Regions from separate parts of the Mus musculus genome. Here regions 1, 3 and 4 are each linked to region 2. The links are chromatin contacts, called in public HiChIP or PLAC-seq maps. All regions are on one chromosome and are shown on one strand. The core of a region is the stretch at or near the end of the contact, and the rest is flanking DNA. Distances in the headings are between cores, read along the strand shown. Region 1 overlaps Gm41055 (a long non-coding RNA gene). Region 2 holds the start of Zswim6 (zinc finger SWIM-type containing 6). Region 3 overlaps Zswim6 (zinc finger SWIM-type containing 6). Region 4 overlaps Zswim6 (zinc finger SWIM-type containing 6).

Region 1 (2,700 bases), core at 6-2,505, 130 kb before region 2:
CAATTTGGGGGTTGAACAAACAACCAGGCAATGGGGGGAAAAAGGCAAGGAAACTGATCTGACTGATTCCCCAAAATCTCAAAGGAAACAGAGTCACTTAAGGGAGATGGCAACGACCATTAACACTTTCAAATACTACAAGACTTGGTGTGCGTGTGTGTGTGTGTGTGTGTGTGTGTGTGTGTGCGCGCTGCATGCACATGCGTGTGCTTTTCTTTCTTTCTTCCTTCCTTTCTTTCTTTCTTTCTTTCTTTCTTTCTTTCTTTCTTTCTTTCCTTCTTTCTTTTTAATGATGCTATCCTAAAAACAGATAGGCACTTAGCAAACACAGAAAAATTAATTAGCTTCTTTAAAAACTAAAATTATGCCTACCACCACATTCAAATGCTTTAGATAAATTGAAGGTAGACTTAAAGAGTAGAATTTAGGAAATAGTTCCGAGCACTGGTTGGTTTGTTGGTTTGTTTGTTTGTTTTTGTTTTTAAAAATAGGAAGGAAAAGATAAAAAAAAAATTGAAGACCGGTGCAAAAGATTTGATACCTGAGTAATGAGTGTTCCCTAAAAAGGAAAAAGAAAAGGGCTAGGGGAGAGAGAAGGCTAGGAAATGTAATTTAAGAAGTGATTAGATGAAGGCTCGTTACTGCAAACAGCTAATTAGGGCTGGTGAGATTCTTAGTTGCAAGCACAAGGACATGAGTTCAAGCCCCAAGACCCATGTGGGGACACACACAAATGCAGACATACTCACATACATACACACACTCACGCACACTCACACACATATACTCACAAACACACACTCACACACACTCACACCCCGTGCTATGATGGCTGTTTGTACTCTCAATGCTGGGGAGGCAGAGACCGCTGGATTCATCAGAGCTTACTAGCCAGCTGGCCTAGCTGATTAAGAGGTCCAAGGCTTCTTTCCAAAATAAAAATAAAAATTGTGAATATAGTGTGAGTATGAGCTTGTCTTCTGACCGTCACATGCATGCACACGTGAGCACACCCACCCGTACACACACGCACGTGCACCTATACACACAGTAACACGTGGACACACAAAAGAACAGTTAATCAAGTAAAGAAAGGAAGGAAAGCCAAATGCAGATCGATGACAAGTGTGTGTCACATGTCCCTTTACTATAACCCACGAACCTCAATTTCAATAAAAAAAATATGTAGGAAGGAAATAAAGTCATAGTGTGTTACTCAGCATGGGACAAGAGCACTTAAGTAATGTACGGGCAGGATAGTGACCTAAGCCATTGTCACCGAGCCAAACGTGAAGATGTAGAGCATGAAGCTGAGGCCAAGCAGGAAGTAATGAGGACCAGATCCTTATTTTCTTTATTGGGAAATCGACAGATAATGTCTGGCATGGAAAAACTGAGAAATGACAGTATGGATTAGAACTAAGAAGAAACACAGAGTATGCAGCCAGACAGAGTTAAAGATGGCTGCCAGCAGGTGTGCTCAGTGGAGCTGGGAGGGAGAGAGGATATTTGAAACAAGGTTGTGAAAGCTGCTTGACTCTCTATACTTATATTTAAATTTTAATTTGTTATTACGTGTGGGATGTGGGAGTGGGCCTGTGTGCCAAGGTCTGTTTCTCTCCTTCTCCCTGGGAGCCAGAGACTGGGCTCAGGGCTTTTGGCTTTCGTGGCCAGTGCCTTTCCTCATGTGCAGAACGGTCTCACCAGCCCTGTTTGACCCTTTAAACTATTTGTAAACTCTAAAAATTTAGTAAAACTAAAAGCTATATGTTAGTTAAAAGGTGTTATCAGAAACAAGTAAAAATAACTACAGAACCGAGCACAGGGGAAACTCGTGCCTAAAACTCATCCTATGCATAATCTACTGACTCAACAATTTAATTTTTAGCAAATTCTTTCCACTACTACTTATAATATTAGTAGTAGTAGTAGTAGTAGTTGTTGTTGTTGTTGTCTCACAGTGCAGCCCTCGCTAGTCTGGAACTCACCATGTAGAACTTGAACTCACAGAGATGTGCCTGCTTGGTCTCTCGAAGGATTAAAGGTGTGTGGCACCACGCCCAGCTTCTTCACCCTCCTCTCTTTCTCAGTTAAAAGGGTGGGAATGGGTATGGGTTGCACTTGCATTGGCTTTAGTAGACCAATATCCATAGTACATGGTCCTCAAACTCTGAAAAATTATGAACTAAAAACACAGCTGTGCTACTGTTTGATTCCAAACAAAGGTTCAATAAAAATACCTGCAAAATTGTTATTAGTCAAACTTCAGACTAGAAGAAGTATAGATCGAATGATGTAACATTGTGAAATACCATGATCAAGGTGATAATTTTTGTAAAATATCATGTGCATGTGTGTGCACACATGTGCATACACACACACACTCATACTCACATACACACACACACACACACTCACACTCACATACACACACACACACACACTCAAACACACTCTTCTGGTAGAGAACATCCTTTTGTTCAGGCATGCGTGATGAGAGGCTACTGAGGCTGAACTTTTCACACAGTTTCTGTTAGCCATAAACAGTGTGCCTTACCTTCTAGTTAATGTATATCAAGCTTGGCACTCACTCAACCACAATTTCCCAGATCCTAGCTAGGCGACGAGGCACCAGTCAAAGCTCCCTTCGTTCCCCATTGACCTTACAACTGATCTGAGACAGGCGTCTTCACCACAGCG
Region 2 (2,700 bases), core at 161-2,660:
GCTCTGCAGAGTGCGAAGAACAATGTCCGCAGGGTTCCCGGTTCAGACGGGGACTCGTTTCTCCGCCTCCGCTGGCGCCCGGGCACCGTCTCCCAGCGCTGCTCGCTCTCCTGCTGCCCTGCAGCGGGGAGGACCCGCCGGTCGGGCGCCGCCAATGCTGCAGGGAGCGCAGCGCGCGTCCGGAGCGCCAAGGACTCCAGGTCTCAGCCCCGCCGCAGATTCCAGAGCGCCCGCGGCTGTTGTCCGCCACCGGGCGGCCGTGAGCGACAACCGTCTCGCGTTGGAGAGTTTGCGCGATCCTCTCTGCCCGTGTGTGCGCTCTAAGTGAGCGGCCCGACCCCCTGGGTCTGCAGCAGGTCGCGGCAGAGGGCGACTGGGGCTCTGGGGTGAAGCCGGGCGGGCCGGCTTCTTGGCCCGAAGGACTGAAAGAGTGCGAGGGCGGGGCGGGGCAGGGCGGCGCGGCCGGCTCGGGACGCGCGTCCAGCGGCTGCGGGGCAGCATCCGAGCGCTGCGCGTGTCCGGGCGCTCGATCGACTCGGCTCCCTGGCGTGTCACCGGGCCGGAGCGAACCCGGGGCTCAGGGCTGGGTGCGCTGCAGTTACGCGGGGCAGCCGCGCCCCTTCCCCACCTGGGTCGGCGAAAAGTGAAGTGGAAAACAGTGGCTGAGCTCAGCCCTCCTCCCTTTCCCCCCTGCGCCGCAGCCACGGCCGAGGGTGGGGGAAGTTCGCTTCGCCGGGTTGGAAGGAAAGCAGGCGGCCTGGGCCGCGCCTCCCCCGCCTTCCTCTCGGCCGCGTCCCCGGGGCTTCACGCAGCATTTCTTTGTTTTGAAAGCGCCTCCTCCGCCCAGAGGCTTTTCCCCGCGGGGCCGGCTGACTGGGGGGTGGGGCATCGAGCAGTCGGCCCGCCCTCCATTTAGTCCGGAACCCTCCCCCCTCCCCGCCCCGCGGCGACCCACGAGGAGCGTCCACGCTCGGCGGACATCAAAAGGAGGCAGGGCGCTGGAGGGCTAAGTTGAGTAGACAGGGGGCGCAGAGACCCACCCACCCTTCCCCTTGGCAGACGGCCCGACCCCTCCCGCGGAAACCCCGCCTGAGCCCCGCCTCCCGCGTCACAGCAGCCTGACATTCTCACAGCCCACCGGGCACCCAACCCGGGTGCCCCCGCCACCCCCGTGTCCACGGAGCGCTCTATTTATGTTTCAGCCCAGTGATTTGCATAGGCCCCGCCCCCTCCCCTAGGTTCTCCCTATCGGCGCTCCTCCTCGGCGATGTCGTCACGGCCTAGGCCACACCTCCCGTGCCCCTACAAGGAGCGGCGGGCCCTAGATGGCAGCGTGGCGTCGCCACGGCGTGTGCGTGTCGCGCTTCCTTGTGCCGTTTATAGGGTCCCGGCACTTCCGCTGTCGGGTTAGAAGCGGCGCGGTCATGGCGGAGCGCGGACAGCAGCCTCCTCCCGCGAAACGGCTCTGCTGCCGGCCGGGCGGCGGCGGCGGCGGCGGCGGCGGTGGTGGGGGCAGCAGCGGCGGCGGCGCGGGTGGCGGCTACAGCTCTGCCTGTCGGCCCGGCCCGCGGGCGGGCGGTGCGGCGGCGGCGGCGGCGTGCGGGGGCGGCGCGGCACTGGGGCTGCTGCCGCCGGGCAAGACCCAAAGCCCCGAGTCTCTGCTGGACATCGCAGCGCGCAGGGTGGCGGAGAAGTGGCCGTTCCAGCGCGTGGAGGAGCGCTTCGAGCGCATCCCGGAGCCGGTGCAGCGCCGCATCGTCTACTGGTCCTTTCCCCGCAGTGAGCGGGAGATCTGCATGTACTCGTCCTTCAACACCGGCGGCGGCTCCGCGGGCGGCCCCGGCGACGACAGCGGCGGCGGCGGCGGGCGGCAGCACGGGCGCGGCGCGGCGGCGCGGCGGCTCCTCATCCTCGCCGGCCGCCACCTCAGCCGCCGCCGCCGCCGTCGCCGCGGGCACCGGGACCCCGTCGGTGGGGGCGGCCAGCGCTGCGGACGGCGGCGACGAGACGCGGCTGCCCTTCCGCCGGGGTATCGCGCTGCTGGAGAGTGGCTGCGTAGACAACGTCCTGCAAGTCGGTGAGTCACGGGGCTGCCGCGGGCCGTCGGTCCTTCGGTCTGTCCTCCTGTCCCTCGGGGGTGGGGGAGGGCAGGGTCTCCCCTCCGATCCCCTGGGCCGCCTCGGGTCGGGCGCGCGCGGTGCAGCAGCGGGCGACTCGGACGGTCCCCGGAGCGGAGCGCCCATTTCCTCCCGCTGGTCCCCGCCCCCGTCTCCCCGGACGGGCTAGCGCGAGTGGGAAATGAATCAGCAAGGACGCGCCCCTCGGTGGCGGGGTGGTGGGTGTCGGCGTCCCGGTCGTCTGTCCGGCAGGCTGAGTGCGGGTGTGCGGGGCGGGCGTGGACAAAGGCGCGGGTGGCCGCGGGGCTCGGGCTGGGGCGTGCGGCGCGGGGGAGGGGGCGCGGGCCGCAGACAATGCCGACCGGGGCGCTCGCTCTGCACTGCCCGGCTCGCGTCCTTTCTTCTGGCGCTGCTCCGCGCCCCGCGGTCCGAGGTGGGGTGGTGGCGATCCCTTCAACCCCGCTCGGCCACCGCTCCGCTCGGGGCTCCGACGGCCGGCCGGCTAGCCGGCCGGCCCCTCGTACTCAGGCTGCTTTAAGGTGTCTGCAACGAGCTCCGCGGCGTCCGCGTCCGGGTCCCCGAG
Region 3 (2,700 bases), core at 103-2,602, 80 kb after region 2:
AACCAGGCAGGCGCATAAACAATTCACTATAGTGTTTGTGCTAACAGTGGTAAGAAGAATGTGCAAAAAGTGCGTTGGTGCACAGAAGAGAATGAATACTTTTGTGTGTGTGAGGGGCAGTGGAGTCTAGGTAACTGTGTTTTAGAGAGGTCGTGAATGGGATTAACAGAGAGGGCCGTATTTGGCAGAGGAATGAAGAGAAAGGTTAAGGCCATAGGTAGAAATTGAAACTCATTGATGCTTGCTTTGGCTAGAGATACTAAAGTAACTTGAGAAAACTACAACATCAATAGGAATAGAGAGTAGCAGGTATAGACAGGATATTGTGGCATTCTCTGTTTGAAATGCCACCTGCAGAGAAGCACACAGGGAACTCATGGAATCCTCTAACACTGGTCCCTGGGCCTGGAGCATCTATGTTACATTTTCCTTCCTCAAAGCCTGGGAGGGGTGGAATAGGAATTATTGCCATGTCGGAAAGGGAGCACCGAGGGGGTGTTTTAACACATGTTGATAAGCTTATGAATGTTTGAGCTTCATAACCATTTGATTGTTTTTGCTAAATATTTACAGGACTCCCAAAGGGCGAGCAAACAGTGCTCTGACCACTGTGGAGGGAGCAGAATGCAGCGCAAAGCCTGGGGCCAGGGCGAAACGTGCATTCCTGGGAGAACCGAGTGCAGCAGGGAGGAGCTCCAGGACCGTTTGGCCTTGGCCATTTTGGGAAAACTTGAGTGGCAGGGTGTATTTCTTACGGCTATCTGTAATTTTATTTATTGAGTTGAAGTTTGTTTGTTTAAGGATAATGTGGTTCCAAGAAGTCCATTTCCAGGCTCCATGGTTGGAAGCTCCTGCCACTCTAGACTGCCCTGCTTCCCTGACCGAGGCTGAGCATCTGCCTAGTAGTGCAGGGTTTTCATTGTGATCAATAAGGAGGACTTTGGCTTACGAGTGACTTAGCCTGCTCACAACTGCACAGTGGAGGGGCTTTGGGGCTCGGTTCCTGTTTAGGGCAAACCTGAGCTTCCTTAAGGCCTTTCAGAAAGAAACTTGGCATTGTGGCAGAAATGTCTTAGAATCAGGAAGTGAGAGTACCAGACGTGGAGTAACTTACTGGATGGTCTGCATTGTTACTTAGAAGCCAAACTGAGTTTTGCTTAAAAGTTTGTTCCTTTCATTTCAGGAGATCTGTAGGAAGGGCTGAAGCTCTTTAAAACTTGTTACGGCTTGGTTTTGCTGTCTCCATTGGCCTTAGTTCTTCAGTTTTATACAGCTATTTACTACAGTCCTTTTATCAAAATGCAAGCAATTACCTTGGCACAATGATGTAGTCAACTCAGACTCTGTTCTAAGTTCCCCATTGCTTTTACTAATTCCTCTATGCACTTGAAGAACAAGCTCGGGGTTCTATATTGCATAGTCTTCATGTCTCCTAAACCTCTTGCACGGACCTAGAACTTGGCTCTGAAGGCCAGACCAGATAGTCCTGTAGCTCCCCAGGACCCGTCTGTCTGTGCTTTCCATCTTCACCATTCCTGATCTGCATGCCCGTGCTTCCTTGCCCAGCCTTTTAGGTGTGTGCTGGGAATCCCAGTTCAGCTCCTCCCACTTGTGGAGCAACCCCGATCCTGACACTGACTGGTTACATGTTTTGAAAGTGATCTCTCAATTTATCTAATCCTTTTATATTGGATTGAGGCACTTTTTTTTTTGTAAACATACAATAGAATTTAAATTTGTATACTTCTGACTATGTCAGGGTGTGGATGATACCAAAAAGACTTCTTGATACATCATTTATCCATGCCAGGGTTTTCCACCTTAGAGTTAACTACATTTCCCCTTTCATGTTTTCTTTAAAGTCTTTTTAAAAAGATTATGACATTGTAAAGTATATGTATATTGTTAAATGACTCAATCTGGGTACCTGACAAATATTACCTCACATAGTTATTGTTTTCTAGTGAAAATAGTGCACATCTGCTTTCTTAGTAATTTTTAAGAATATTTATGCTTCTATAATAGAAGAGTCCAGCCACACCCAAGTGAAGGGGGAAATTAAGTTCTCCCTACAAGTGGGAGGATTACCAAAGCCTTTGTAGATATGTGCTGAAATCGATAGATGTCCACAAATATTTGGAGAGGGAATACTCTGAGGTTATTTGAATGTTATACTTCCTCACTCAGTAATTTTATCGTCAGCTTCATGCCGGCACCAGTTTGCTTTGGTGTCCTTGTGATCTTACCCACGCCCCCAAGTCTCTCTGCCCAATCGAAATGTTTTGTAAGGAAGACATGTCCACTCTCCCCTGTTCATTTATTCAGTAGTTTGGTTAGGTCAGTACGGACCCATAGATTACTTAATTTTTTTATTTAGAATCTGTTATTTTTGCTGTCTTGCTTTTCAGATAGTTGTAGCTTGGTCATGGGGTGGTGGTGGTGGGGCTTTCCCATGTTGTAACAGTTTCCTAATTTTTTTTTAACTTTATTTCTGGTACTAAATTTTCCATGTTCTTTGTTCTAGCCCTTTCTCCAAGAAACTTTGGTCTGTTTTTTTTTTTTTTCTTGAAAATAATTATTTAGAATCTGAGATGACTTGGGTGTTGTCTTGTTTTATACGATGGTACTTGACATGGATGAAAAACAAAAGGTAACTTCACATACATCTTCAAAGTCATTTTTCTGCTGTCTGGAAACAAA
Region 4 (2,700 bases), core at 125-2,624, 120 kb after region 2:
TTAGGATTGTATGACAAGCTCCTAAAAACCTGAAGTCAGGGTTTCTTTCCTGCTTCTCCAGGAACGTGACTCTTGGTAGATACTCTGGTGGGTTTGTTTCTATACAAGTAGGTCTGCTACTTGCCAAATATTAAAGTGTATCTGTGAATGTTTTTCTCCAGTGTTTCTTAAAAATAGCGTATTGTGTCCCGTACTTTACTTGATCTCCTGAAAATCTGATAGTAGCTGCCCCCACCCCAGTCAAATGTAAGTCGATCTGTGAACAGTAAGCAGCTTCCATGTGTTGCCTGGAGGTTTGAGGCACAGTGTGGAATTGAAGAAGAAAGGGTAATACGTGGTTTAAGTAAACAAAGTGAATGATTTAGCTTTCCAAATGAGGCCTTTTTAGCTTGTGACTCTGTTGTACATGTTGGATTCACTCGTTGGTTCATAAAGGTGAAAAAGGACTAGCATTGAAAACCAATAACGAAGGGGATCGTGTAGGGAAAATACTGGATTACTATGAAGTGTATAAAATTTTAAGCTGTGGTACTCAGAAATATGAAAGCATAAATAACTGGTTAGGAAAACAAGTGCCACTTGAATATTTTCAAAGTGCCAAGAAAAGAGAAAAAAAAAAAGAAAAAAGAAAGAAAGAATACAAATGATAATGTAGAGTGAAGTTTGCATGATTCACATTTAATCTGTAGTCACATCTCACCTTTCCATGCTGGCTTTGGAAAATGTATGCCGAGACCATCAGTCAGCAGTAGGACTTCTCACTGGGCCGAAGTTTTTGGCAGCTGATACATATTCCCAAGACAGGACTGCTCTACAGAGACCCAGGCTTTACTCAAGATGTTTGATTGCAGACAAGGATCAAGAACACAACTACAAACACACACACACATACTCACACAAAAACCCACACGCGCGCTCTCTCACCTCCTCCCTCCCCCAAGCCCCTCCCTGAAATCATTGGTAGACTAGTGAACTCTGCCTGTGTACTCTGATGCCAAGTGGAGGTCACAGGCCGTTGTTGTGGGATCTAAAGTTTGTGAGGAATCCCCCACAGAAGTCATAGTAGCGATCACATCCTAGTATCTGTTCACCAAAAAATTAACTCAAAGTTCCTTCTAGACTCCAAAAGGAAAGGCTTTTGCTTCTTAATAAAATGGGGGAATTTGACTTTGTGCCCCTACACAGGGCTCACATTGCTTCAAGGCGCTGCTTTGGAATTAAATGCTGAGCACTGCCAGATGCCAGACATTGAAGAGAGGCTGAGTTTTGTCGGCAAATGGGATCTGCAAGTTAATTGGTGTTTTCTGCAGGCTTCTGGCTGTGAAATGAAATTGGAAGCCCTTTAGCCACATGGATAATACAGGACCTGAATACAAATGTCACATGTCACCATCAGGACCCACTGTGAGACAATAGTGTTCCCACTCCAACATTGCACCATTACAGATCATTTAAATATGGGGATTACATTTAAACTAAAAGCCCCATTTGCCTTTTACTGCAATTTAAATGTCCTCTTAGCAAAAGCTAAGTGACAAATTAAATGGAAAAAGTGCCCACATTTTTAAAGCTGTAATGCAAAACAACCTTTTATTGCTTCTCATGTGCCACGGATGAATCATTACACTTGTCAACCCTAAACCAAGCCGTAATTGGAGTAGCTCCTGCTATCAACGTGGGGCCGCTCCCTCCGTGACAGCTTAATAAAGCCGAAACTGTTAAATTAAATCTCAGATGCTTAACTCCTTAGCACCAGTGGATTCGATGGGTCCATGTCTGGCAGTGGCCAATGCACCAAGAAAGGAAAAAAAAAAAGATTCCTGGCACGAGAGCTTCCGTGGGCTAAGAGTGAACCGGCACCCTAGCCAAGTAGCTCTGCTTCTTGGCAAAGGACTTGGAGCCATCAGGTTGTCAGCCAGGAGATGACAGAATCTTTTTCAGAGGACCAGATAGCCCCCTTCCCAAGATTCGTAACTTTCTGCTTAGATGTGATTTATGAAGTTTCACACTGTTGATGCTTCAGAAGTAGTTGAAAGTAACACATTCATTTTTTTAAACTTTTCCTTTTCATATAAATATGCAAAGTTGGTTGCAGTAGCCCATTTCTTCCCCCGTTCTCCAGCTCCCAGAGAGGCTCCTTGTTCCTAGGATTTCCTGTGCCTGTGATACTCATTCTGTCTGGGTAATCTTTGTGACTCTCTCCCTGATGCTCATACTGTGGGACAGAATAGATACAGATGCACTCTGTTACGACCTTCTGTTACACCTCATTTGCACATGCATTTATCTTGGGCATGAATCAGTCTCTCAAATATTAATATTACTCTCTGTGTGTGATGCTCATTTTCCAAAACACACAACAGTATTCTGAAGATGAGCAACTTTGCATCCTCAGCAGCTGTCGGGGAAAGAAAGGACTGCAATCTTAAGACAGAGAAGAAAGCCCTTGGTGCTGGTGGAACGGCTGCAGGTTTGATAAGGGCCTTGCCTTTGGCAGTCTATGGAAGATGTACGTCTGCACTTACAGGCTTCATTAGTGACACAGGTAGTCTCTGGAAAGCAGATCTTAGAAATAACTTGTGGCTTGAAAGAGCAGCCCCGTGCTGACTTGTGGCAGGCACACCTAACATTAACCCTAAGAGCTGCCTGTTCCCTGGACTTAATTACCATGCCAGTCTTTAGGGTGTGAAGGGGAATAGT

The links. HiChIP or PLAC-seq counts read pairs in DNA pulled down with a chosen protein or histone mark.
Region 1: an H3K4me3 HiChIP or PLAC-seq map of bone marrow-derived macrophages shows a contact between it and region 2, with 5 times the contacts expected there. The contact joins the enhancer-like site here to the promoter of Zswim6 in region 2. A contact is called at or near these places in 2 of 39 promoter capture datasets (epiblast stem cells and liver), 1 of 15 datasets of contacts at CTCF or cohesin (CD8 T cells), 4 of 484 Hi-C or Micro-C datasets (bone marrow-derived macrophages, macrophages and nephron progenitors), 12 of 115 datasets of contacts at active chromatin or transcription factors (bone marrow-derived macrophages, craniofacial prominence, embryonic forebrain and 8 more) and 2 of 9 other capture datasets (adipose tissue and embryonic stem cells).
Region 3: a contact with region 2 is called in an H3K4me3 HiChIP or PLAC-seq map of bone marrow-derived macrophages, with 2.6 times the contacts expected there. The contact joins the enhancer-like site here to the promoter of Zswim6 in region 2. A contact is called at or near these places in 9 of 39 promoter capture datasets (the 3T3-L1 cell line, 3T3-L1-derived adipocytes, the HPC-7 cell line and 3 more), 19 of 484 Hi-C or Micro-C datasets (CD8 T cells, DN3 thymocytes, the HPC-7 cell line and 9 more), 11 of 115 datasets of contacts at active chromatin or transcription factors (CD8 T cells, bone marrow-derived macrophages, cardiomyocytes and 5 more) and 1 of 9 other capture datasets (adipose tissue).
Region 4: an H3K27ac HiChIP or PLAC-seq map of stem cell-derived neural progenitor cells shows a contact between it and region 2, with 4 times the contacts expected there. The contact joins the enhancer-like site here to the promoter of Zswim6 in region 2. A contact is called at or near these places in 12 of 39 promoter capture datasets (the 3T3-L1 cell line, 3T3-L1-derived adipocytes, the HPC-7 cell line and 5 more), 22 of 484 Hi-C or Micro-C datasets (the AML12 cell line, the HPC-7 cell line, astrocytes and 12 more), 18 of 115 datasets of contacts at active chromatin or transcription factors (CD8 T cells, bone marrow-derived dendritic cells, bone marrow-derived macrophages and 10 more) and 3 of 9 other capture datasets (adipose tissue, liver and pancreatic islet).

What each region holds. Positions count from the first base shown.
Region 1 is chr13:108,013,931-108,016,630 of GRCm38.p6, reverse strand. Gm41055 (a long non-coding RNA gene) reads left to right here. Exons shown (of 5, transcript XR_003950673.1): 5 at 1-959. Among named protein-coding and RNA genes, the nearest start is that of B230220B15Rik, 16 kb to the right of the region's middle. Within about 2 kb of position 1,255, at least 12 of the 459 cell types and tissues checked have an H3K27ac peak or open chromatin away from gene starts, as enhancers often do. A contact at or near this core is called in bone marrow-derived macrophages and kidney, where this site is marked.
Region 2 is chr13:107,888,774-107,891,473 of GRCm38.p6, reverse strand. Zswim6 (zinc finger SWIM-type containing 6) reads left to right here and starts at 1,410. Exons shown (of 18, transcript NM_145456.3): 1 at 1,410-1,870; 2 at 1,872-1,880; 3 at 1,883-1,888; 4 at 1,891-1,893; 5 at 1,896-2,077. The coding sequence starts at 1,425.
Region 3 is chr13:107,808,948-107,811,647 of GRCm38.p6, reverse strand. All of the region lies in intron 5 of Zswim6 (zinc finger SWIM-type containing 6), which reads left to right. Among named protein-coding and RNA genes, the nearest start is that of Zswim6, 80 kb to the left of the region's middle. Within about 2 kb of position 1,352, at least 56 of the 459 cell types and tissues checked have an H3K27ac peak or open chromatin away from gene starts, as enhancers often do. A contact at or near this core is called in adipose tissue, bone marrow-derived macrophages and microglia, where this site is marked.
Region 4 is chr13:107,766,040-107,768,739 of GRCm38.p6, reverse strand. The region is part of intron 8 of Zswim6 (zinc finger SWIM-type containing 6); the gene reads left to right. Among named protein-coding and RNA genes, the nearest start is that of Gm52061, 78 kb to the right of the region's middle. Within about 2 kb of position 1,374, at least 30 of the 459 cell types and tissues checked have an H3K27ac peak or open chromatin away from gene starts, as enhancers often do. A contact at or near this core is called in cerebral cortex, embryonic basal ganglia, muscle stem cells and 3 more, where this site is marked.